Regions from separate parts of the Gossypium hirsutum genome. Here region 2 is linked to region 1. A link is a contact called in public Hi-C data. All regions are on one chromosome and are shown on one strand. The core of a region is the stretch at or near the end of the contact, and the rest is flanking DNA. Distances in the headings are between cores, read along the strand shown.

Region 1 (4,648 bases), core at 2,065-4,564:
TTCATATAAAGTAAGATTAACTTGAGTGCTAGTTTTAGTAATATGTGGCTCAAATTTCCTTATGGCATAGTCAATATACAAACACTCCAATTGGAGAAGAATACTCTCCTTCCATAACTTAAAGTTCTCACTAGTTAATTTAGGGATATCTACTCTATTATCAGGCATATTCACAAATTGTAAAACTGCAAAATAAATGAACATACATGTTTAACACAAATTTAAGGCAAACATAAATCATAATTTACCAATGCAAATTATGTAAATATTGAATCTAGTGACATAAAAATTATTTGTGAGCTAAATTTTTAATTCAATTATATCCATTTTATGATAGAATTATTTACTATCTTTTTTTCTATGAAAATTATTAAATTTATTTCCATAACTCCTATGGGTAATTATGAAAATTCATTTAATAATTTTATCTTAATAAATTATGCAATAGAATTTAATATCTATGCTTTCTGTATGTGATTTTTAACTTTAATAATTTTATTTAACTAAATATGTTGTAGCTAGTCTTTAACTAAATAAAATTTTGAAAATCACTTAGTTAGATATTAATCCTTAAACTTTATTCAAGATCATTGTTAAGTTATTATTCAACATCTAATGTCTATAAACCTTATGAGATCTTTACTATATATAATAAATAATTTCATTTAATTAAAGTTATTATGGATAATTCTCTAATTAAATAAAATTATTTAGACCCCTAGACATATATTCTAAAGTTTTATTGCAAAATACCTTATGCCATAAGTCTAAAAAATTTAATGCACATAAAAAATGTATGTAACTAATAACCAAATAATTCACATACAACCATTTCCTCCAAGCATAAATATTCAAACAACAAATTTCTAATTTTTTTTAAACTAAATTATTGATAAAAAATCTTAGAAATTTCATTTTAGTAAAATCTAACGATTTTGCAAAAAAGTTTGCAATAAAGACTCTCAAAAAATGTTTAAAAATAATAATTCAAAGAAACATGACATCAACATTTTGAGAAAATTATAAACTTTTAAAACCGGACAAGATAGAGATACACCTGGCTCGGATACCAAATGTTAGCATAAATAATAATTTACAATATAGTGCAGCAAAAAAGATCGAACATAAATGCCTCCAGTTATCGCCTGAACCAAATGCCAAAATCAAATGTTGCAGCACCACTGACAAGCACGCCAAACCACAGATGAGGTCGTTGAATTTAGCCGTACGAAAAATTGAAAATCGTCAAAGTCTTCTAAACACTTGAAAACCTCACTAGATGAAGTATTTTTTGTTTTGTTTTTTTTTTCGGTGCTTAAGGACCTTATGCTAGTTGGCATTTATAGTGATAGTTCCCATAAAAAACTACCAACTACACATCCCATTATCTCACATACAAAGATGTGAAAGTTGGGGGCAACAAAAATGGAAATGGGCAACAAAATGTGGGGTTATTCTCACGAACCAATAATGAACCCAACATTTAGGGATATCTAAATATTTTAAATTTTAATACATAAATTTCTTAAAACTAATAATTTAGATAAAACATTATTACTTTACCTTTTTAAAAATGTAATTATAAATAAAGAAATGATATTGGTAAGATGCAAAAGTAAATTTTGTATGTGAGATAATATTAAAAACCTAAAAGAAACAAAAGGGGAGGGGGAAAAAATAACCATTGTTACTATTCAAAACACAATGATTGAAACAAGTTATAGAGAGATGTTGAAGGAGATTGGTAGCAATTGGGGATCCTACTCCTCTCACTAACCCTAAAGTGTTTTGTTTAGTGTTTTTTGAACATATGTATAGCAACGTCACAGCCCATGTCTAATGAGTTTGGTGGAAATCACAGCACATGTAAATTAAACTCTTTTTTTATTATATATTTTTTAATTATGTCCATAGCAAACAAGTTATTTGAGCAGTTTGATATCTGCTATGTTATCATTGGATAGCAAGGGATTAGAATTTTGGGATAGTGGAGCAGTAGGTTTCTTTTTGGATTTTGACCATAATACGTCTTCTATGTGTTCTTTTCATCTCGGGTTTCTTTTTAGCATATTGCATATTATATATTATTAATTTGGATAACCTTTTATTTCTTTTAAGGGCAAATATTTATACATCCGTCACATATCTTTTAATTAATAAAAAAGACAAAAAGTTCTTAACTTTACTTTTGATGTTAAAAAACGGTTAAAAGAAAAGAGAGTCTATTCACAATAATGCATTATATAATAATCTTTCTTTAAATATTTTTGTACCCCTACATTAGCTTACACAATGGTAACATTAGAGGCAACTTAGAATGCATTCACGGATGGTCTACTGTCTTATTTTTACTAGGTGATTCTCATTCACATTTTTTATATCACCCGCTATGGATTATTTAAATTCTCTTAAGTTTCTTTTTTTTTCCTTTCAACTTATTCTTTCGGCTCTTCACTTGTCATAGGTGAATTAACTTCTTAATAACAATCACCTTTTCTTCTCTATCTCTTCCTTCTTGAAATAATTTGCTTGCGAAATTAAAATAACTAGTATACCTAATAACAATAATTTATTTAAATTCTTTTTATTGCTTAATACTGCACAAGTTGATTTACATTCCACAGCTCGTGACAGCAAGTCAAACTACTGTTTTGGTTGGCATTTAAGTAATAAAAAGTCATTTAGTTGAGTACGTAAGAAAGCATCAGCACCAGATCATCTTTCAGTTACATTAATTCTGCTGGAAGAATAAATCCATCAAATGAATTTATAGAAAGAAAACTTGATGATTTTTCTGACTTGTTAGAATGAGAAATAATGATATGGAGCATAGGCTATAAATTCTATAGTCCACGATTCCATTTGCAATGATGATGGAAATGTTATCTCATCAATTACAATTCTTCTTTGGATTCACACCAAGCAACTGCCTACTTTTCTAAATATATGATAACTGAATTATTATTATTATTTGATAATGGAGTTGAGTTATCTTAGTAGAACCTAATTTCAATTTTCAAAGAAAACATGTGGGTTTCTTCAACAATATCATTGTTAATTTGCTTGGAAGTGACCCAAAGAGAGAAAGGCAGGTTAATCAATGAAATTCCACTCATTCTCTTATGACTTGGATTCTTGCCTAATATAAATTTGGGCCTGAATAATGTGGGCAACGGGTCAAGAACATAAGTAGGTCGAGTTGCATTCATTTGGGCCTCCTTTCTTGACTTTTGCAGTCAAGATTTTAATTACCTTTATGCTTAAAAACAAAATCCATAAACCAATAACATGCGTTGCTTTCATGATTTTATATGAAATTTGTCCCCACATTTCCCTCTCAATTCTTGCTTTTTCAGAATACCCGAAAACTACATCTCCATTCCCCCACCACCGCCCCTAGCACCATTTCTTCCTTTACCTGCTCAATAAAAAATAATTCAAGTTTTACCATTGTTTTCTCCTTTATCATGGAGAACTCACCAACCGTTATCATGTCACAACCACCGCCGCAGCCGCCGTTCTTTGTGTCGTCGCCACCGGATTTCCAGCCTGACAACACGACCAACAGCACTATTATCGGCTCACCTCCCCCATTACCTTTCTCTTCATCACCCCAAATATACCCTCTTACAGATCAAAACGCATCCACTGTTACTATAGTGACAATCAATCAACCCCCACCTTTCCCTGATTCACCGAGAAGCGTTGATTTATCCCCTCTTGAATTCATTCTCGCTCTTATGGCTGTCATAACTATCCCCGCTTTAATCTACTCTTTCTTTTTCGCCGTCAAGTGCCCTCCTTGGTCTTCCGGGGAACGTCATCACGACAGCCCCGAAGACCTTCCCGGTTACAATCATGGGAGTAGTACTGTTGTTGAAATAACCGAGAGGAGGAGGGAGCCTGTTTCAGGTGTCAAGTACCAAAAAGAGACTCATTCTAAAGAAATCGGGAATGAGTGTCCCGTTTGTTTATCAGTGTTTGCAGATGGGGAAGAAGTAAAGCAGTTGAGTGGATGCAAGCACTCGTTTCATACTACTTGCATTGATTTGTGGCTTGACAATCATAACAATTGTCCTATTTGCCGGGCTTCTGTTGCTGTAAAGAGGCCAAACAACAACCGTACGCCGCCGCCTGGTTCAGGCTCAACTAGAGATAGTGATCACCATCAAGGCTTGCCAGATGCAGCTAGTTTGGTTTGATTTTTTTACAACCCTTTATTGCTCAAATTTCAAGAACTGGTAGTACTATAGAATCATGAGTCCAAAGTTGGAAATTGAGATATATTCACTTAGATTTGTCTGTGATTCTGCTATGAGAAGAACCCTTTTTGTGTGCATATTCCTTATTCTTCCAACTAGGGGTGGCCTTGTGTTGATAAATTGCAGCAAAACGCTTGTTTTCACCGACTTCATCAGTCTTGTAATTCTTTACTTGATTTACAAAAAGCATACCTCACACGCGTGATCCACGTTTTATACTTTTACTTCTCTCTTTGACACAAGTTGTATTTGCCGACTGACCATTAATGCTCAAACTCAGTTTACATGATTGTTCCGGAAATAATTTTAAGAATACTTTTAATTAAATTAACTTAAATGTATATTATTTTTAATTTTAGATATTTTAAAGTAAGTATAAATAATTT
Region 2 (5,078 bases), core at 438-2,937, 140 kb after region 1:
ACAAAAGTCATATTTACCCATTATATAATAACTTGCAGGCAATCCTTGCGAACATTTATTCAATGACTTGATAACTTCCACATACACGTAAACCCTAATAGATTGATCACATGTGTGTTTTTCTTTGAGAATTGACAACAATCTGGTGGGCTGGGTTCTATTTCTTTACTACAAAGGCCTATTACAAACCACTCCCCTTTTAAAAAAAACCCATAGCCCAAATTAGACTTGGGTTTCATTCTCAATTCGATTTTGGACAAATTGAATAGGATAGTATCTCTAATCAAATCGGCATGATTGAATTTTCTAAATTATATTTTATTCCTTTTTAGTTTAAAACGAAATAAAGCTTTTTTCCCTTAAAATGATAATGCACATGTCACATGTGTATGAAAACATACATGTACTCAGACCCGAATATTCAAGTTCTGATCTAGGAACCTCTTCAATAAAGGAGCATAATACCTTGAGCTCAAAAATAGCTGGGATTCCTAATTATTAAAGCTGCAACTCTTGTATATTTTTTAATATTTTTCCATACTTCACAGCAACATAACATTTTTGTTGTTAAATTTGAAGTTGGATCCCAAAACAACTCCTACCCATCAATCTTTCGGTTTTTTCTATTTAAGAAATAAACAAGCTAAAGAACAATTAGAGCTCTAATGTATAGATTGATCATAAAAATTAAATGTCGGAATTCAAACCTACAAATTATCGAAAAACATCAATGTAAACAGTTGAAGGAACTGGTATACTTAACAATTTAATTTCAAGCGATACCATGCTGCATGCACTCCCCATTTTCATAGGAATATTATTATACCATATGGTTCTCATTTTACATAAAATTATTTCTTACCGAATATAGATAAACTGATATGTATACATGATATGATGCTACAAACAAATTAACATGATCCATTCTCTTGCGTTCGAGCTTTCTTCATCTTACGGTGTAAATCATCAACAAGTGAGGCAGCAAACCAGGACTCAACCTCTTCTGAAACACTGCATATGCTTGCACTGGGCGATGCTTTTCTTTTATTCGCCTTTGGCTTTCTTGGTGCAGGTGGGCATTGTTTCTTCTCTGGGATTTTATGGTCCATAGACGTCGGGGTCTTGAACCCATCATCATCATCATCAACCCTTACCTTCAATTCTCCTGAACATATATGTTTCTTCTTGTCCTTTTCGATTCCCTTTTTCTCTTCATCATCTTGCACTACTGCTGGTTCTCGATCATCATCACCGGGAATATCATTTGAAGGATAATTATAAATGGCTGTAGCTTCACAGCAGCACTCGTCTTGAAACTCCAAGGGCGGTCGTTTCACGATCCTTTTCTGATCATCGTCTTTATTAACAAGGATCAGCTCTGAATTGGACATGGTGAGAAGGGAAATCTGGCTGAATTCTGCGTACATTAAGATCAAACTGAACAAGGTACAATATTGATTGAGAGAAGGGAATCCAACTACTAAGAGACAAAACAAAGGAGGAGAAGAAGCTACCTAATAAGGGAAAAGATATGGGTTGACAACATAAAATGGAGATCTTAAACAAAGAATGGAATATAATCATCAAATCATAGTCTTTTTTGTTTTCCTTGAATTCCTATTATTTTACATTTTGTTTCGGGGTTTTTCTCCACTTTTAGTGAAAGTAAAGAAAAACAATAAAGAAATAGGAGAAACTATTTTAGCCAAGAGGTGGATTTATAAAAGAGAGAGTTTCTAGTTGGTCTATTTCTACTCTTAGTCCCTATATTCTTAGAACTTTTATATTTAATCTTTTTACTTGTTTGATCTCAAATGATATTTTAAAATGTGAAGATAAAATTATAATGCCTACTTCTATCTGTAACCAACCATATAAGCATATTTAAATTTACATTCTCTTAATTACTGAAATTTCAATTGTGTTAATTAAATTAAAATTGAATTAGTAAAGAATAATTCCTTAAAACTCAAAGCATAATTAAAACATCCTAGTTTTTTGTGCATAGGATCCTTCGCCCCAAGTGTTAGCTTTGATTGAGAACCATCACCAACTACTTACTCAAATGACTATATTCATGAAAACAATTCAATATATCTTTGTATAATTGGCACTAACTTTTCGTCTTTGTTTTAAATTATTCTACTTGAGGGGAAGGGGGTTCTTTTATGATAGTTGATATACGAACTTTGATGTATCTATGCACGTGGGTTGCTATACAATGGGGACCAGTGGGACGTTTGATGTGTTAATCCAAACCCCATCTCATGATATTGTTTAGGAAACTTACATTAGATGCTTTGTTTAACTTGCAAGCAAGGGACCAACTAACTTTGAATTTGTATTTTTCTTTACCAGCTTCTCCCCAAGGCTTAATCATCCAAATGAGGGGCAATTAGTTAGTTTTTTGTTTTTTTGTTTTTTACTTTTATATCTTATTTTTGTTTGATTTAGGCACTAGGAATAAGGGAAAGGCTTTATTTATTTACAAAGAAGCCTATGATGAACACTTGAGTTTCCCTTAGACTCAAGCATATCAAGAGATAAAGGGTTTTGAAAAGAAATAAGACCATTACTAGAAATGGTATATATCGTTGTTCACTGATCCAGCTAAATCTAGCTAGGTATTACTTATTTTTGCTGAAAGGTGAAGAAAATATTTGCACCATCAATGCTATCCGAATAGGCCTTTTTTTTTTTCTTTTCCATGTAGCATGGCAAGGGAAATGCTATCAATAGGGGGAAAAAAAAAGATGGCTCCACAATGTTTAAATGCAAAATTAATGTACCTCAAAAGTCAAAATAGAATTAAGAGGAGAATATGGGATTGGATTGGTCTATACTTAGTCCCTTATGATCTTCTAATTGTTAGTCAGTCTTTAGGGATCAGTAATTTTGGATTCCTCCCCCAAGAAAAATGGAAGGTGTTAAGATTTGGTAACCCTTCCATACTCACCCAACTAACAACTATCACCAGCCCCCATTATCTCTTTCTATCAATTTAATGTAAACAAATTGTTGTTTCAAACCCCAAAAACACTATACAAAAATGTCACATTTTTGAGATGATAAATTGAAGAAAGTTGAGTTAATCTCATGCTTTAAATGCATGGTTTCATCAATTGAGGTTAGATTTTTTTGATTATTACATAAACATCAAATTTTTTAAATTGTTTAAATAAGAAATAAATCATTTCAAAAGTGCTCTAATAAAGAATTTTTACACACTTGATCTCACGTTGTAATATTTAATATTTGAGCATTTGAGAACCCTTTATTTAAAAATATTTGAAAAAAATAATGATTTTTATTTGACAATTTTAAAAGATTTTAACTCTTTTTTACCAAATGTTTGGTGATTTGTTTGAGCAACCCATAAGTGTGGTAATGTGGGAAGTGAATGTGGCTTGGAAAATGGAGCATTTTTGGGTTTAGGGATTCAAGTACATGTTGAAAGTAATTAAAAACAAGTTTAATAATGTATGTTTAGCAGGATAATGAAGGGGAAGGGAAGAAACTGTTGAAACGCGCACTAACTGAGAAGTTGCAGAATAATTGAATGTCAAAGGCACATGGAAAATGATTTTGCCACCATTGCCAACCATCATGCATGTCCCAGAGGCCTCACAATCATCCCTCCCAAGTTCAACTCCCTCTCTTGCTCTGCTTTTTTTTTTCTTTTACATTTTCCAATCCAACCCCACAAATCTCCATTTCAAGTTTGGGTTTTACTTTCTCAAAAAGGCTGTCATTTGGCACCCAAGACCCAACTATTCTATGTTTTTGGACCACAACTTAGCAAATCAGAAATGGGTTCTTTTGGGGGGTTTTGCATGTGAATGCTTTATTTTATTGCATCTTTATGCGTGTGTTTTTGAGGAAAAAAGGTTTAGGAGAAAGCTTGGCGTTTGTGATGAAGAGATTAGATTAAAGGAAAAGTGATGTCAAGTGTCAAGTACATCTAGAGAACCATATATTGTTAGAAAGGGGCTAACTTCATTGTTTCCTAGACAGGTCCTGAAAGCAAATATTGCTGCCAATTCATCATCATTAACCCATTTTAGTTTAAAGATTCTTTACATTGGAACTGAAAAGTACTGTAAAAAAGAAAGAAATAAAAAAGTTTATTACTGAAACTACTTCCAAAACTATTATTGCTAGCAAAAGAACTTGCAGTCTGCCAGTGTGAACAGTGGATCTAAATGATGCATGGGATGTATGGGATGGAAACACTCACATGAAACTTCTACTGCTGCAGTGCTGCTTACTTTCTCACTCGTATGGCCATGCTTAATCAATCCAGGAAATGGAAGTCCTATCCGAGACATGGAACATGGGAAGACAAAAGGACTTAACCTAAAGATTGCTAGCTCGGGGTTTATTTTTATAGATCATAACCCAAATACCTTGGTAACATTATAGTTGAACTGATGTTTCCCACACTATGTCCTTGGAAGGGTGACACCATAGCACTGTAAACAGTTAGTTTTTTGGATGAATATAGCATAAAAGCTGTCCACTTCATCTTCACAATAAAGACATGTTGAGTTCTGAAATGAAGTTAACGAATTTCGTACAGAATATTTACCGGCGTACTTCAATAAACTGTTAGAAGGAAAAAAAAAGAGACTAATTTGCAGATTCTGGCTTGGTTTTTAGCATGTTCGCATATGTCACAGGCTTTGCAGCTTGTATGACAGCTAAGCCTTAAAGTTATGCCCCTCATCATTTGATCGACCGTTCCATGTAATTTGTGTTAAACAATAGATATATGTATGAATGCAAATGAAGTAGAGATGAATATATGTGTGTACATGATCTGATGGGGATCTGGGTCCAGATATTCTGCTGGTCTGCTGCATTGTATAGATTCCTTTTACTTTGATGCCTTGGCTTTTTTTTCTTCGAGTACACAAAGTGATGTTGTCCACTATGTTGTGTCTCTTGCTAGTGACTGACTTAGCGATTGAAAATGTCAGAATTCCAACACAACAACCCATGTAAGATGTAACCTGGTAGGCTACCTTTTATTATCAATGTTTTACACTTCTAAGAAGCTTTTGATCAAAATTGTTTTG

The links. Hi-C and Micro-C count contacts between places; a contact is called where the count stands out from the background.
Region 2: a contact with region 1 is called in a Hi-C map of leaf, with 2.4 times the contacts expected there. The contact joins the promoter of LOC107899304 here to the promoter of LOC107899302 in region 1. A contact is called at or near these places in 6 of 34 Hi-C or Micro-C datasets (anther and leaf).

The regions. Positions count from the first base shown.
Region 1 is chrD04:44,734,718-44,739,365 of Gossypium_hirsutum_v2.1, forward strand. LOC107899302 (RING-H2 finger protein ATL33) reads left to right here and starts at 3,315. Exons shown (of 1, transcript XM_016824979.2): 1 at 3,315-4,467. The coding sequence starts at 3,468. The coding sequence ends at 4,202.
Region 2 is chrD04:44,873,163-44,878,240 of Gossypium_hirsutum_v2.1, forward strand. It overlaps LOC107899304 (cyclin-dependent protein kinase inhibitor SMR3), which reads right to left and starts at 1,688. Exons shown (of 2, transcript XM_016824981.2): 1 at 1,515-1,688; 2 at 741-1,417. The coding sequence starts at 1,584. The coding sequence ends at 912.